Linked DNA regions of Sus scrofa: region 1 is linked to region 2. Evidence: chromatin contacts called from public Hi-C data. All regions are on one chromosome and are shown on one strand. The core of a region is the stretch at or near the end of the contact, and the rest is flanking DNA. Distances in the headings are between cores, read along the strand shown. Region 1 overlaps COL18A1 (collagen alpha-1(XVIII) chain). Region 2 has its middle 12 kb from the start of POFUT2.

Region 1 (2,700 bases), core at 83-2,582, 95 kb after region 2:
CCGTCTCTGGACTCGGGCTGTGGCTTTCCCTAAACGTGGTCCCCCGTCGTATCCCAAGGTCCTCGTCGTCGGAGTCCTGCGGGAAGGGGTGTGACCAGCATCCCGGGCAGCGGCCTGTCTGCTGACCCTCGGCCGGAATGGAGGGCGCTGCTCTCTGCTCACGCCGCACTCGGGGGAAGGATGGTGGCTGTGCGGGACGAAGGCAGAGCGGGCTGGCAGGAGGCTCCTGGCATGCGGGGCCGGCCCGGGGGTCTGTTCGTTCACGGCGCCCCCCGTCCACTCGTTTGTGCAGCCTCTGCGCCCACAGCAGACTCTGCGGGCTGGAGCTGCCTCCGGGGAGGCTCCTCTTCTCCCCTCCTGTCCCCGGATGGGCTGGAGCACCTTCCTCTGCTTTAGGCTCTGAGCCGAGGACCTGGCCCCGAGCGGTCCCCCAGGATCCTCCGCCTGGTGAGGCGGCCGAGGACAGGGGCAGGTGCATCGCAGAGCCCCACCCACGGCATCTGTCCAGCCTGATGCACTGCTGGGTGTCTCTACCCACTGGCCTGGTTCCCCCATCCGCAGTCTTTTGTGAGCCGTGTCACCACGGCTTTGTGGCCTCTGCTGCTGGTGCCCCCTCCCCTTCTCCCAGGGCCTGGCCCCGGGAGGCTGCCTGTGACCCCCCCCCGACAGCCACCCCCCGTCCCCTCCCTGATCCTAAAGAGGGCCCTGCCACCCTGCTTGTCGCGTCCAGGCAGCTGCCACGTGCAGGGAGCACTGTGGCCATGAAGCGGGGTATGGGCTAGAGTTCTGAGCAGGTGGAACTCTGGTCTCTCTGCTCCCCCTCAGGGCAGGCAGCCACCTGCCTGGGTGCTGGGGAGGGGCACTGGGGCCTGTGCCAGGTGCAGAAGGGGCAGGCCGGGGCGCTCCTGGTGACCCCGGGTCCGGTTACAAAGGCAGATGGAGACAGTGGGTGGGTGGCTGCCTGCGCGGCTGGAAGCCCAGGAATGCGGAGACGCGGTCCTGGCCTCAGGTCTCGTGCTCTGGCGGGTGAATTTGCTTTTACTTCTAGGCAGAGACCACATGGGGAGAACTTTTATGGCCTCAGGCAGAGGCCCCAGCCCGGCCCTTTCGACGAGGCGGCAGGTCAGCGGACACTGGCTGGCTCTGGAAGCCGGGGTCACGAGGCTCTGCCGCCCGGTCACCCACCCAGTGGGTCAGCCGGGCGGCATGGGGACCAAGGCAGGGATCAGAGGAACAGACGGGACCGAGTGGACCCGCAGGGACCCGGGGACTGTCAGGCACTGTCATTTGTCTTCCAGGTGATTTATTTGCAAAGCTGGGGCCTGACACCCCAGAGGGAGGTCACATTCCATTCGCAGCAGCTTATCTGGGCTGTCAGGCAGCCTGGGAGGGGGGCCTGAGACAGAGCAGAGCTCTTGCTGGGGCCCAGGGCTGGGGGCGTTCACAGCCCCCCCAGCGCCTGCTGCACACATGCAGCGACCCATTCTGCCGTGGCCTGGGGGCGGGGAGGGACCCACTGCGCCGTGGAGGCCAGGTGGGGATGGCACGGGTGCGGGAGGAGGCCCATTCTGATGGGGGTTCCCAGGCTGGCCATGTTCTCAGGGCCCCAGGAGTTGGCTGGGCACCTGGCTGAAGCCGACAGGATTCTCGCCGAGATCCCCACGGGGTCCCCGGCTGCCCCTGAGCTTCAGTGTCTGTTACTAGAGACTCTTTCGGACCCTGGCCCAGGACTAGGGCAGCGCCTGCAGGGCCAGGGCTGGGGTGGACTTTGGAGGAAGGGGAGGGGAGAGCCGCCCACGTGGGGCCCGGCTGGCCCTGTGGGGCCCGGCAGGAGGCACGGACAGAGGCCTTGGGGACCCACCGGTCCCGGCACGTTGCTCTCAGGGTCGAGTGGAACAAAGGCTACCAAGGGCCCAGGGGCCTGCTCTGCTTCTCGCCCTGGCCCGGGGGACACGACCACAGGGATGTCCTGCGGGGCTGGAGCCCCAGGGACGGGCAGGCAGGCTGGCGCCAGGACTCTGGGGAGGCCCCTCTTATGAGCCTGGCCGAGAGCTGCCTGCCTGAGGGCTCCCTAGGTGGGCTCTCCCAGGGGGGCTCCCCCAGGGTCCGCTGCAGCCGCCTCCAGGCTCCTGGGCTGCATCCTTCCCCACGGGCCCCGGAGCAGGTCGCCTGTGACCACCCCCCCACGCCCGGGCTCCGTGCTGAGAGGTGTGAGGACGTGATGCAGGGCCGGCTCAGGTGCCCCCCGCCCACGGATGCAGTGTCGCCCTCCCACCGCTCTGTGGGTGGAAACTGCACAGGCTGGCCTGGCCCCTCGGCCCCCGCCCCACCTCCAGAGCGGAGTCCGATGTGCAGTGATGGGCTCCCAAGAAGCCCCCGCGGGCCCGGCCCCCTCCCGCAACGACCGCATGAGAAAAGGCCAGAAGGTTCTAGAGAAAAACAGCAGCGAGCACAGATGTTAATCCTCTTTGAAACTTGACTGAACAGTTTAGCCAAAGAAAATAACAGCAGTTTCGTTTTGAAAGGGGTCACAGACTCTTTGATTTCTTCTGACCTTCCGGGGCTCGGAGCAGAACGTGGAGACAGACGCAGGCTGCGCTTGTCCCATGTCAGTAGGAAGCGCGGCTGAGGGGACGGGGGCGCGGTGTTCCATCTTTCGAATGAGGGAAAAGCCCTGTCTTTTGTAGGTACGTTCTGAAC
Region 2 (2,700 bases), core at 188-2,687:
CGCTGGCGCGAAGGGTGTCGGCGCCCTGGGAGGCTTCTCTGCCGGGAAATTCACCCCAGGCATCTAGCCTGCCCTGTTCCCCCAGAGCAGACCCCTGAGGCCACATCCGGCCCCCCCTCCCCTCCTTCTGCCTGAATTCATCCACCTCCCACCGCCTGGCTCCCCCCCTCCCCGCCCAGGCCCAGCTGAACACTGCTCCCCGCCACAGCTGAGGCCCCCCGTGAGCACCCCAGCCCTGTCCCGGGGGCCATCCCCCCAGACGCCCTGCACGGCCTCCTTGGCCCTGGTCCCTTTGCTACTTCCTCCCGTTCCTCTGGATCCTGCCTCCCAGAGACCCCTCACTCTGTTCCCTGTCCCACAGCCTGGGGGGCACCCCTCCAAGGACCCTGGGGACTGCACCAGGTCAGCCTGCCCCGCCCACCCCCTTCCGTGGGGACCACGCTGGCCTCCTGGTCAGAGCATCCTTGGACCGCCGAGCCGTCGCTGGCTGACCCATCAGAATGACGTCTTCAGGTCTGGGTGGCTCGGCACCAGCCAGGCACCAGGTGTGGTCAGGGGGCCCGATTTGGTCCTGAGTCTGCCTCGGGGGCTGGTTATTTACCTTCTCCAGGCCTGTCTTCCCAACCTGTGCCCGGAGGTGGGATCAAGCCAGCAGGTCCCCACCTGGAACTGGGCTGGAGCCCAAGTCCTGTGTGCCGGGTGGGAGGCCACCCGGAGCCCCCTCTGCCTTTGGGCTTCTGGGGACAAGGCTGCCGAGATGGGACAGGCTCAGTCCACCTTCCTCTGGGCCCTGCTGCTCCCAGCAGCCTTTAGCCCACCCGGACCCACTATAGGTGCTGCCCGGTGCTGCCCAGCCAAGTGCCTAGGGGCCATGAACCCCCCATAGCTGGGGCACTATCTGGATAAGCCACTCAAAGCCACCCAGCCAGCGTGCGCCCGGCACCTCCCTGTCTGCCTTGCAGACGTAACCAGGGCCTGACTTGATTTCTGCCAAGGAGAAGGGACAGAAATATTTTGGGGTGGGAGGGGAAAAAACACAGGACTCTGATGGGTGGGGGAATGTGGGAACTTGGGATTTCAACGTGAATTCTAATACACCTACCAGCACCGCCTGCACTTAACAGTGAAAATATTTACTTGGAGATGTTGGAATTTTAAAGAGCAGGCCTCCCGACGGACAGCCCGGGAAGGGCTGGAGGAGGGGCTGGAAGTGGTCCCGGTGCTTTATCCGCCAACGCGCGGCTCAGCAGCCACCCCCCACCCCCGCCCCGGAGGAAGCACTTCGGCGCTTGGCCCAGAGCTGTCCCCCAGCCTCACCCAGTGCTGTGATGTGGCCCTGGGGACCGTCCTGGGGCGCTGGCCTCATACCCGGAGCGTGGACAGGCGCTGCACTGCCCCAGGGGAGGCCGTTATCGCTCTGATCAGGGCCGGGCGGCCAAGCCGGGCCTGTGGGCCGAGGCCGGACGTGTCCTCGTGGTCCCGAGACGCGTGGGGAATCCATCAGCCTGTGCAGTGGCGTCTGGCAGCGGCACGGCTCTTCCTGCTGTTCCTCTGAGCCTGGCGCCTCCCCCAGACGTGCTTGAGGCCAAGGGGCAGCAGCTGCCGTGCGCGGAGCCCTGGGGCCCAGCTCCAGGCTGTGCCACCTGGTCGCAGCCACAGGCCGTGAGGAGAGGCCGGGCCCAGCCTGCAGATCCTGAGACGGGTGCCCGCTGGTGCCGGGGCCGTGGGCGAGAGCAGCAGCCCAGGGCACACCCGCCTGCGAGGACCCGCCCCGACCTGAGCGGGAGGTGGCAGTGCTGATGCGTGAGCAGTAGGCGCGTCCACAGAGGTGCCCACGCAGGTCCCGCCTTGGTGTCCATCCCGGGAGCCCCGTGGAGAGGGAGGCCCTCCCTCCCTGCCGTCTTGGGGTCCCTGAGCCCTGCAAAAGTCCCCTGTGTCCTGCCCCAGGGAGCCGGGGAGGGTGAGGGGCTCTGCAGCCAGAGTGCCGGCTGAGGACAGATGGTCCAGGGTGCCTGGAGCTGGCAGGGCCGGGGGTGGCCTGTCCTGGCAAGGGTCAACGCCCGCTAGCCATGTTCAGGGACAGAATCTCTGAGAACGTGCTGCAGGCTGGGTTTTGTCTCCCAGATGCCCACACCGATGCTGGGACCCTCAGCACCTGGAGGAGGAGACGGCCGACCACCCGGCCAGGAGGGGCCTTGGCAAGAGCCGCCCGAGATGCCTGACCGCAGACGTCCAGCCCCCAGGACTGGGAGAAAGTGAGTTTCTGTCGTGTGAGTCTCCAGCCTGGGGTATTTGCGCAGCAGCCCGAGCTGAAGAGACAGAGGGCCCCCAGTCCACCCCGGCCACGCTGCCTTCTGCCAAAACAGCCACCAGCAGACGCCGAGTCAAGGGCGCCTTCTGGGCCTCACTGGCCAGGCCGCTGGGTGGAGGGGCTCCCGGGTAGACGACCCGGTTATGGGCTCCTGCTGGGTTTCCCTCGGAAGCCGGGCCGGAAAGTGACTGAGCTCCTGAGGGCCCTGGCAGGTTCTCGCGCGGCTCCTCCGTCCCCACACGGCTGCAGGTGGGGGGGCTGAGGTCGTGGGTGTCCCAGGTCGCACACGGGAACCGTAACCACAGGGGCTCGGAGCCACCTGCTGAAACAGGGCTGCATAAACCTGGGCAAGGATCACCTGGGGATGGAAATCGGGGGCCTGTGAAGGG

What was found. A called contact is a pair of places that touch in the nucleus more often than the background predicts.
Region 1: a contact with region 2 is called in a Hi-C map of omental adipose tissue, with 4 times the contacts expected there. The contact joins two enhancer-like sites. A contact is called at or near these places in 13 of 47 Hi-C or Micro-C datasets (adipose tissue, embryonic fibroblasts, epiblast stem cells and 8 more) and 1 of 2 datasets of contacts at active chromatin or transcription factors (skeletal muscle).

What each region holds. Positions count from the first base shown.
Region 1 is chr13:207,923,784-207,926,483 of Sscrofa11.1, forward strand. The region is part of intron 2 of COL18A1 (collagen alpha-1(XVIII) chain); the gene reads left to right. Among named protein-coding and RNA genes, the nearest start is that of COL18A1, 17 kb to the left of the region's middle. Within about 2 kb of position 1,333, at least 20 of the 83 cell types and tissues checked have an H3K27ac peak or open chromatin away from gene starts, as enhancers often do. A contact at or near this core is called in omental adipose tissue, where this site is marked.
Region 2 is chr13:207,829,069-207,831,768 of Sscrofa11.1, forward strand. No RefSeq gene overlaps it. Among named protein-coding and RNA genes, the nearest start is that of POFUT2, 12 kb to the left of the region's middle. Within about 2 kb of position 1,438, at least 23 of the 83 cell types and tissues checked have an H3K27ac peak or open chromatin away from gene starts, as enhancers often do. A contact at or near this core is called in omental adipose tissue, where this site is marked.